2 separate regions of the Ovis aries genome follow, and region 2 is linked to region 1. Evidence: chromatin contacts called from public Hi-C data. All regions are on one chromosome and are shown on one strand. The core of a region is the stretch at or near the end of the contact, and the rest is flanking DNA. Distances in the headings are between cores, read along the strand shown.

Region 1 (5,049 bases), core at 1,563-4,062:
AGAAAAAAAGAAAAAAGATGTTGCCTATTTTCTTCAAATCGAGGGTTTGGGCCGACCCTGCCTCTAGCAAGTCTCTCAGTGCCATTTGTCCAACAGTATTTGCTCACTTGGTGTCTCTGCATCATCTCTTGGTAATTTGTGCAATATTTCAAACTTTCTCATTATTATTATTGTGTTTGCTATGGCAATCTGTGATCAACGATCTTTGATGTTACAACTACACCTGGCAGGCTTCCCTGGTGGCTCAGCGGTAAAGAGTCCACCTGCAATGCAGGAGACGTAAGAGATGCAGGTTTGATCCCTGGGTTGGGAAGATCCCCTGGAAGAGGGCATGGCAGCCTGCTCCAGTATGTTTGCCTGGAGAATCCCACGGACAGAGGAGCCTGGCGGGCTGCAGTCCATAGCGTCACAAAGAATCAGACAGGAAGCAACTGAGCACCCACGTGCACTGCACTCTGCTGAAGGCTCAGATGGTGGTTAGCATTTCTAAGCAGTGAAGTATTTTTTTAATTAAAGTATGTACATGCTTTTTAGATACGATGCTACTGCACACCTACTAGGTGGCCATCCCTTGTAAATGAAGCTTTTATATGCACCAGGAAAGCAAAACATTCGTGTGGTCCACTTTATTGCGCTGTCTGTTTTACTGTGACGCTGGCTTTACTGCAGTGGTCTGGGACTGAACACCCGTATCTGAAGGTGAGCCTGCAGTTCGTTTGCAAGGCTGGGGAACACCATTTTCTCAGACTCAGCCCTGGACAATGACTTTCCTGTTGACAGGGCTCAGGGCTTGTAGTGCTAGGAGAGGAAGGATCTTCCCCTTGAGCAGGGCCCCCCTAAGTTAAGTCCGAAAGTCACTTAGTGAGATGGCCCGGCTGCAGAGGACGGTGCTCACCAGGACCCCGAGTCCAGGCTGCCCGGGCTCCATTGGCACCGTGGTACAGTGGTGCCCCCCATCCCCAGGGCAGCCCCCCTGCCAGGCCCCGCTGATGCCGTGGGACAGCAGTGCCCCCCATCCCCGGGGTGGCCCCTCCTCCAGGCCCCGTCCGCCTCCTCCTGGTCACGGCTACTTCTGAGGCCCCTGGCCTGCCTGCTGCTGGCCTGTCCTGATGGCCAGGCTGTGTCCCACCAGCGTCCAAATTCAGGTCTTGCTTTCAGAGCCGGGTGTGGAAGCAACTCCTTCTTTTCCTCAGCGTGCCTTTTGCACGCAATGTGTAGTTGATCTAATTTCTTGGTTTCTTATAGCTCTCCATCTCTAGGAACTTTGGGAAAATTTACCTGAGTCTTGTTTGGGGGGATATTTGAAGAGTCTCACCTGTTGTCCTGCTTCTCTGAGGTGTCAGGACAGCCCTCCCCTGGGAAACCTTCCATTCGCTGGACCTTTAGAGGGTGCAAATAAACTGCACTGCTTTCTGTTGCAAAAATTTTTACTTTAGCCATTTGCCATTTCATGCTTTGTAGAGCTTCCCTGGTGGTTCAGATGGTCAAAAATCTGCCTGCAGTGTGGGAGAGCTGAGTTGATCCCTGGGTTGGGCAGATCCCCTGGAGAAGGGCATGGCAACCCACTCCAGTATTCTTGCGTGGAGAATCCCACGGACAGAGCAGCCTGGCGGACCTCACGGAGGACCTTATTGCCAGGAGGACCCTTCCCGAACCTTCCTGGTGCCTACAAACACATATCCACTCTCCTGTCAGATCAATATTCTTCTACGTAGAGGAAATAAAGAAAATTTATAGTTCTTAATACATTGATTTTCTCCACAAATTTATTGATCGTGTCAAATGAAGTTGAGCAAAGCATGCTACATTAGACAATTGTTTTTAACGTCTTTGTGCACTCTTCCTTTAAAAGCAAAATGGGCACGTTTCAGTGCTGAAGCATTTTGCAAGTTGCCAGGCACCGGTGTGTATTTTGGTGTGTCACAACAGAGGTTGTGACAGAACAGTTGTCTTCTGAGGCAATCATTTTCCATGGAGAACAGACAGTCTGGAAATGCTGGAAATTAGGGATCTTCTCATTTTTTGACCTAGAAGGGTTGATCCAGACTCATTTATGGAGTTAAGGTGTGAAGTAAACAACGTTCAGAAAGCTTTAGCTTGGTAGCAATTACATAAGCAAAATCACCGGATCAAAACAAGCAAATAAAAACATTGCTTTGGCGTGTGTGGGACCCGATTGCACAACTCGAACGCCTTGCGCTGACCCTGTAATTAGTCATGATGGTTCCTGACGTGGGTGTACCTGCGTGGGGGTGGGGGAGACGTGCTTACACCAACAAAAACATTCTCAGTTTTGCATGACCTGACTGGCCTCCTTTCTCCCCAAGGGGATCTCGTTTGGACCAATGATTCTGAACTGGCAAATGCAGGGAAACTAACAAAAATGCAGCAATCGATGGAGAAAGAAAGTCCAAATCAATTTCCCAACATGAAGAGGTGAGAAGAGGCAGGGGCCGTCAGTGTGAAAAGCAATGTACTGGGAGGAGAATGTGGGACTCGGGCCTCTCTCCTCCACCTTGGTCAGACTGTGTGTCCCTCTTGAAAGCGATGAGAGCCCTGGAAACGCAGACGTCAGATTCAGTAAATAGGTACCCTGTGTTTCTTCTGAACAGCACAGACTTTCTGTTAGGATGGGAATCAATCTATGAAAAGAAATCAATCTGTCAATATGTCCCTGTTTTTCTCCAGCAGCAAGGAACTCAGCTCATTCTGAAAAGCCAAAAGGAACACAGGCTGCCTCTTAGAATGAATGCCCCCAGGGGAGCTCAGCGTTTGGAGGTCAGATGTTCTTAGGAGACCAGGAGAGCTCAGTCTGCCTGGCTGTGGGGAGGTGGAGAAAGCAAGCCTGCAGTGACGCCATGAGGTTCCTCCGCTCACTGTGGAGGGCGGGTTGGGCAGAGGAATCCACAGGGCCCCACGTGGGTGAAAGTGGAAGTGTTAGTCGCTCAGTCGTATCCAAATCTTTGCAACCCCAGGAACTGTAGCCTGCCAGGCTCCTCTGTCCATGGAATTCTCCAGGCAGGAATACTGGAGTGGGTTGCCATTTCCTTCTCCAGGGGATCTTCCTAACCCAGGGATTGAACTCGCATCTGCCACTTGACTACTGGGGAAGCCCAGAAACAGGACAAGGTGCGCTAACTCCCATACAGTGTTTTATTGAGGGGGGAAAACAGAGTCTTCGCCTGTCTAGGGATTATAATTCTCTCTCCAGAGGAGCCCCATTTCACCCTGGGCTTCTCATCTTGAAGGAAGGAAAAAAACAAGTTGTATTCAGCTATAAGGGATTCTTGCAGACCTGGTAGATTCCCTTGTTCAAAGCTCTTGGGTTTGTGTGAAAAAGCAAACAAACTCAGAAAGCCCTAAAGCTTCCAACAAATTGGAAATACACAGTCAATAAGGGACAATATTTATCTTTTGGAAAAGACCTTTAAATATAAAGACTCGGCGAAAAAAAAAAAAAACAAAAGGAAAATAATCATTTGGTGCATTTCCCCAACATATTGGCTTTTTCATTGTCGGTATATGCCTTTTCACTTCCGCCAAGACATCCGCATCCATCCTGCTTATTACCGGAGATTGAGCATCACCAGGCAAGGCTGTTACTATGGCAAGCGCTTTTATCAGAAGAGGAATGTAAATGAGAGGAACTCACAAATTGTACGATGAAAACAGGAAGGCAGAGAAAAAAAAAAAAAATTCTTCCTTCTTGGGCCTAAGCATTTTAAAGGAGACGGCAACCATGCAACATTTAACAATTACCTGTTGAGGTAAGCAACCTTATTGCAAGAACTGTAGGAGGTACCAAGGCAAACACAGGAGGTTTCCTGAGCTCAAGGACGTCGCATTCCGGCTGGGGGATCCTGCCATAATCACTACAGATGGATGATCCCCTCGACGTGATACACACGTGGTGAACTGAGAAATGAGTTAGAAGACAGGTGCTTTGGGAGCCCAAGTAAGGGAGATACAATGGGCAAAGTTTGATCAAGAAAGATCTCTTCGGAGAAGGGGTGTGTAGACCTTGTTTTTAAAGGGCGGATGACGTGGGGGTGGATCAGAGACAGTTAAGGATTATGGAAAAGTTCAAATATATATTCGATGGTTTAAGGGGTTGACTAAAATAGGGAAGAAGTTAAGGGAAAAGCTGGAATCCAGATGAAAAGATAAATGCATTTCAGTTCTGGGCGATTGCTTTGGAAAGGCTAAGGAGCTCGGATGATGCCCTGCAGGGAAGGCTTAGAGGCTTTAGGTTTCTGACCTGGTTCTGGCTTCCCATTTCTCTCTAAATAGGGCAGGTGTTGAGTGACAGGTCCCCGGCCCACCTTCCCCTGCTGGGGTCGGGCTGGGGGCCTGGACGAAGTCCTCATTCAGCAGTTTGCCCGCTCTCCATCCAGCTTTGTTCCTATTCCTGTTCTGAGCTTGGCAAACGCTCCCCTGAAGCGTATTGCTCTGTGTTTCCAGGATACCCCTCACGGAGCACAGCCTCTCCAGAGTGTCGGCTCTCTGCCTACCAGCCCCCATGTGTTCCTGAATCGACACTCTGTGTCTGCAGCCACATCTCCCAGCAGCTCGCCAGCCCCCTGCGGGAACCCGCCAGCTTCTAGGGGGTGCTGACTGCGTCCGTCCCCTCTCACCATCGTGGGCAGGGCTGAGCATCAGAGGGAATGGCTTGCACCCTCCGCTTACTCTTGGCCTGCCTTCAGATGGTCTTCTGGTTGCTTCTGAATTGCAGACTCACATTTCCAATCTCCATCACCCTTCCCAAGCTGGCGGTCTGGATGCCCAGACCTGGTGGATACTCTGCCTTCACCAGGAGTCTCAGCTCAGCTTGTCCACACCCAGTCTACCTCCGAGCTAACCAGGCACGGGCAAGGAACGTGATCTAGAAAGCAACGCAGTAAGGTGTTACACCTGCTATTGTGTAAAATGCATTAAAAGAACAGAGTGTTGGGAAAAAAGCTAGTGAAAGTGGCTCCGTGTCCATGCGGTGGAGAGATCTGTGTTCTGGAAGTGACTGGTGTTCTTAGGCTCTCGGTCGGGTCTGATTCT
Region 2 (5,049 bases), core at 1,784-4,283, 110 kb before region 1:
AGGTGTCAAACAAGCTTTAAATAAATAAATAGCTTATTTGGCAATGGAAAGGGAGAAAGACAACCAGTTCCTTCCTTGAGGAAGACTGGGCTGTTTCTAATTACAGAGTTCCTTTCTGCTGGTTTCACGGGCTGACTTCTTAATGAGAAGGGAAATTGTACTCCCACACTTGCAGCTAGAGGTTCTAGGGCTTCAGAATGACAATCAGTTTGCAGTTTTGCTGCAGCTCTGTGATCCTAGAGTATGAGAACACCACTGATAGAGAAGATAAATTCTTCACCCTGGCTTGTCTGTACCTAACCAGGGACCGACTGACTAGTACACGGGGGGTGTCAGCTGCCAGCACAGAACTTCTGACACCATTAGTGGAACGCTGGTATTGAACACCCACTGGAACAGCTTTAAGGAGGGGGGAAAAAAACAAAACCCAAGATGGTCTTGTTGACATCCAAAGGGCACAGCAACTAAATATTCAATGAGTATTTGAAAACTTATTTTGTTTGAAAAGCCAAAATCAAGCGGAAAAATCCTTTCTTTGAATAAATTATTATGGCATGATGCTAGAAAGAGGTTACCCCACAATCACCCTCTGCTTGCTAGGGTTACTGAACATTTAGGCAGGTCGGTTTACTGGAAATGATCACACAGACAACGAAATTGGGCCACACGGTCTTGAAGCTCCCAGATGAGAAGCCCCATCAACTGTCCTTGCTGGGTGGACAACTTGCTAGGCAACATCGGTTACCATAAAAAGAACAGCAAGATCTAAAAGTAATAGAACACACACAATCATACACACACACAAATATGTCCATACACACCCATGCCCACACAGAAACGCGCAGGCATACACACACACACACACACACACACACACACACTCCACCACTCCTAGAAGTATTATTTTGTAAGGCATGGTTTGTTTAAAATGAAGGATAGACTTTGAACACACCTCTTTGGGGCAAATTCTGATGATTTTTGTGTCATTGATCCGTCTTCTGTTTATGTTATTCATCAGTAACCATAATTTATATAATTTATAATTTATATAGCAACTAACAAAACTACTACGATCTTTCGGTAAGTAGGGATCTCTCGGCCCTTAATATTAACTAGCACAATTTTCAGGTCACTTTCTTACAAACATGTTAAAACAGTTATCAGTCTTTCAAAAATTACAATCTTAAATTATTTTTCTTCAATGTAAGACTTCCATGACATTGGAAACGAAGACTTTTGTAAGGTATAGATGGCATTCAAAGGCAAACTTCCAGGAGTTAAAAAAAATTTTTTTGTTTCAAATCATTTCATGAAGACGCAATTAAAAACAAACCAAAAAACCCGACCAAGGCTTGTGTCTATAGCCTTTTTCGTTTCCGCAGGATTCGTAGCCTGCTCGGATCTGAACTCGGGCACTCCCACCCTCAACAGCAGCCCTCACAGTCATTTAGGAGACGCGTTATATGGTGGGTCCTAATTTGTAATCGACTTTGAAAGTCACAGACGCCACGTAGATGGAAATATCTGAAGCATCCAAGGGGATCTTTCACGCAGCACCCGCTGCGGGCGCGTAGGTCCGGAGACGCCCACTCCCGCGCCTCGGCGCGCGGGGCCGGGGGTCGGCGGGGTGCTGGCCGGCCGCGGGGACCCGGCTCGGCTCGCCGGAGCCCGCCCTCTTCCCGGCACGATGGATACTGCAGTCTTCTCCGCCTGCTCGCCCTCCCCTTTCTCCTGTTACATCTAAACAGACGATTTCAACTTCCCGAGAACATGCAAGTGAATGGCGCTGATGACGCCCCGGAAAGGGCCCACGATCGGGTGCGGGGGAAGGGCAGCCCTGAGCGGCGGGACCCCGGGAGCGCCTGGGGCCCGCGCGGCCCGGGGCTGGGGGCGCCCCCATCCGCGCCCCTTGCCGACCACGGCTCCCCTTCCAGGAAGGGGCTAGAAGCTGCTATCGATCCTGAGCTCACCGGTGACTAATGGGATGCTTGTAAACAAGCCGCGGGCCGGGCACCAAGGGAACCACCCTGGCGCGAACCCGCAGAGGCGGGGGTGGTGGTGGTGGGGACGCGCGCCCACCCCCAGCCCGGGCGCCGGATCCGCGCGCCGAAGTGTGTGCTGCGGGCGGAGGGAATTTCGAGGGGGGCAGCCGAGTTCACTGCCTCCTCCAGGCCCCAGCCAGTGCGGCGGCGGCGAGGCGGTGCGGGGCCCGGGGGTTGGGGGGGTGCCACCGCCCCCTCCCAAGCCCCGAGCCTGGGCTGGCGGTCTTGCCCCTTGATCTCGGTCGGCCCCCGCCCCCTGCAGCGCCCCCTCCCCGGCGGAAGCTCCGAGCCCAATTAATTGAGTCAAAGGCGGGAGGGCCGGGCCCTGCGCGCGGCGGCCGGCGCCCGCCCCTCCCGCGCGCCCCTTTTCCCGCCCTGGGTGGCATCTCCTCCGCGGGCCTCCGCAACGAGCCTCTGATTAATGAGGCCCGGCCGCCCCCGCCCCGCCGCGCCCCGCCCCGCCCCGGCCCGGGCCCCCCGCGGGAGGGGGCGGGGGAGGGGACGGCGGGAAACGCGGCCCCGGGAGAAAGGGGGGCGGGGTGGGGACGCGCGGCCCGCCCTCCCCGCGGCCCGCGCCCATTGGCCGCGCGCGCCGTCCGTCGGGGGGCGCGGCGCCAATGCGGGCGGCGGGGCGGGGCGGCCGCGCCGTGTGTGCCTGCGTAACGGCGAGTCACATGTTGTTTTGCTCTTCTTAGTTCAGTCACTCGGTGCGCGATGTGTTACTCACTGTGCGGCGGGGACCGCGACGAGCCCGGGTCGCCGTTGGCAGCGGCAGTAGCAGCGGCGGCAGCGGCAGCGGCAGCCCCGGCGGCGGCGGCGCGGACCCCGAGTCCCCGGGCACACCCCGGCACCCCGGAGCGCAGCGCGGCGGCGGGACCCATTCGGCCGCGCGCGCCGTAGGCTCGGCCCCGCGGCTCGGGGACCCCGACTCTCGGCCCAGCCAGCGAGTCCCCCAGGCGCCGCCCGAGAGCCCGGGAGGCAGCGGCCGCGGGCAAGCCGGGCCGCGGGGAAGGAGGGGGGGCGGCAGCCACCGCCCGCGCCGGGCACCTTCTGGGGCCCCGGATCGCGGAGGGCGCTGCGCCACCGCACGGGTGCCTGCCCCCGCGGGGCCTCCCGTGCCCAACCTTCCCCACCTCCTGGGCCCGAGGGACGCGGGCTCCGGCGCGCGAGCAGGGGGTGGTGGGGAGCCGCCCGCGCCCCCCTGCACTCCGCCCCCCCCCCGACCCCCAGCCCCGCCCCCGGCCCCTCCAAGCCGGGCCGGGCCGCGCGGCCTGAAGCGCCCGCGATGGCGAGCCCGCCGGAGCACGGGCCCCCCGGGCCGGCGGGCGGGGACGGCCCCAACCTCAACAACAACAACAACAACAACAACCACAGCGTGCGCAAGTGCGGCTACCTGCGCAAGCAGAAGCACGGCCACAAGCGCTTCTTCGTGCTGCGCGGGCCCGGCGCGGGCGGCGACGAGGCGGGCGGGGGCCCGGCGCCGCAGCCGCCGCGGCTCGAGTACTACGAGAGCGAGAAGAAGTGGCGGAGCAAGGCGGGCGCCCCGAAGCGGGTCATCGCGCTCGACTGCTGCCTGAACATCAACAAGCGCGCCGACGCCAAGCACAAGTACCTGATCGCCCTCTACACCAAGGACGAGTACTTCGCCGTGGCAGCCGAGAACGAGCAGGAGCAGGAGGGCTGGTACCGCGCGCTCACCGACCTGGTCAGCGAGGGCCGCGCGGGCGCCGGCGACGCGCCCCCCGCCGCCGCCGCCACCTCCGGGTCCTGCAGCGCCTCCCTGCCCGGCGCCCTGGGCGGCTCGGCGGGCGCCGCCGCGGCCGATGACAGCTACGGGCTGGTGGCGCCCGCCACGGCCGCCTACCGCGAGGTGTGGCAGGTAAACCTGAAGCCCAAGGGCCTGGGCCAGAGCAAGAACCTGACGGGCGTGTACCGCCTGTGCCTGTCGGCGCGCACCATCGGCTTCGTGAAGCTGAACTGCGAGCAGCCGTCGGTGACGCTGCAGCTCATGAGCATCCGCCGCTGCGGCCACTCGGACAGCTTCTTCTTCATCGAGGTGGGCCGCTCGGCCGTGACGGGCCCCGGCGAGCTGTGGATGCAGGCGGACGACTCGGTGGTGGCGCAGAACATCCACGAGACCATCCTGGAGGCCATGAAGGCGCTCAAGGAGCTCTTCGAGTTCCGGCCGCGCAGCAAGAGCCAGTCGTCCGGCTCGTCGGCCACGCACCCCATCAGCGTGCCCGGTGCGCGCCGCCACCACCACTTGGTCAACCTGCCCCCGAGCCAGACGGGGCTGGTGCGCCGCTCGCGCACCGACAGCCTGGCCGCCACCCCGCCCGCCGCCAAGTGCAGCGCGTGCCGGGTGCGCACAGCCAGCGAGGGCGACGGCGGCGCCGCGGCGGGGGCGGCGGCGGGGGCCGGGGCGGCGGCGGGCAGCCCCCTGAGCCCGGGCCCGGTGCGCGCGCCCCTGAGCCGCTCGCACACGCTGAGCGGCGGCCGCGCGGGCAAGGCGGCGCTGGCGCCGGCAGGGGGCGGCCTGCAGCACAGCCGCTCCATGTCCATGCCCGTGGCGCACTCGCCCCCGGCGGCTACCAGCCCCGGCAGCCTGTCGTCCAGCAGCGGGCACGGCTCGGGCTCCTACCCGCCGCCCCCCGGCCCGCACCCGCACCTGCAGCACCCCCTGCACCCCCAGCGCCCCTCCAGCGGCAGCGCCTCGGCCTCGGGCTCCCCCAGCGACCCCGGCTTCATGTCCTTGGACGAGTATGGCTCCAGCCCCGGGGACCTGAGGGTCTACTGCGGCCACCGGAGCAACACGCCCGAGTCCATCGCTGAGACGCCCCCGGCGCGGGACGGCAGCGCGGGCGAGCTGTACGGCTACATGACCATGGAGCGGCCGCTGAGCCACTGCGGCGGCCGCGCCTACCGCAGGGTCTCCGGGGACGGCGCCCCAGACTTGGACCGAGGGCTGAGAAAGCGGACTTACTCGCTGACCACGCCTGCCCGGCAG

The links. A called contact is a pair of places that touch in the nucleus more often than the background predicts.
Region 2: a Hi-C map of tail adipose tissue shows a contact between it and region 1, with 2.2 times the contacts expected there. The contact joins the promoter of IRS2 here to the enhancer-like site in region 1. A contact is called at or near these places in 6 of 16 Hi-C or Micro-C datasets (blood, hypothalamus and tail adipose tissue).

Annotation. Positions count from the first base shown.
Region 1 is chr10:83,926,349-83,931,397 of ARS-UI_Ramb_v3.0, reverse strand. No RefSeq gene overlaps it. Among named protein-coding and RNA genes, the nearest start is that of IRS2, 110 kb to the left of the region's middle. Within about 2 kb of position 2,812, at least 9 of the 54 cell types and tissues checked have an H3K27ac peak or open chromatin away from gene starts, as enhancers often do. A contact at or near this core is called in tail adipose tissue, where this site is marked.
Region 2 is chr10:84,032,206-84,037,254 of ARS-UI_Ramb_v3.0, reverse strand. It overlaps IRS2 (insulin receptor substrate 2), which reads left to right and starts at 3,033. Exons shown (of 2, transcript XM_027973785.3): 1 at 3,033-5,049. The coding sequence starts at 3,328.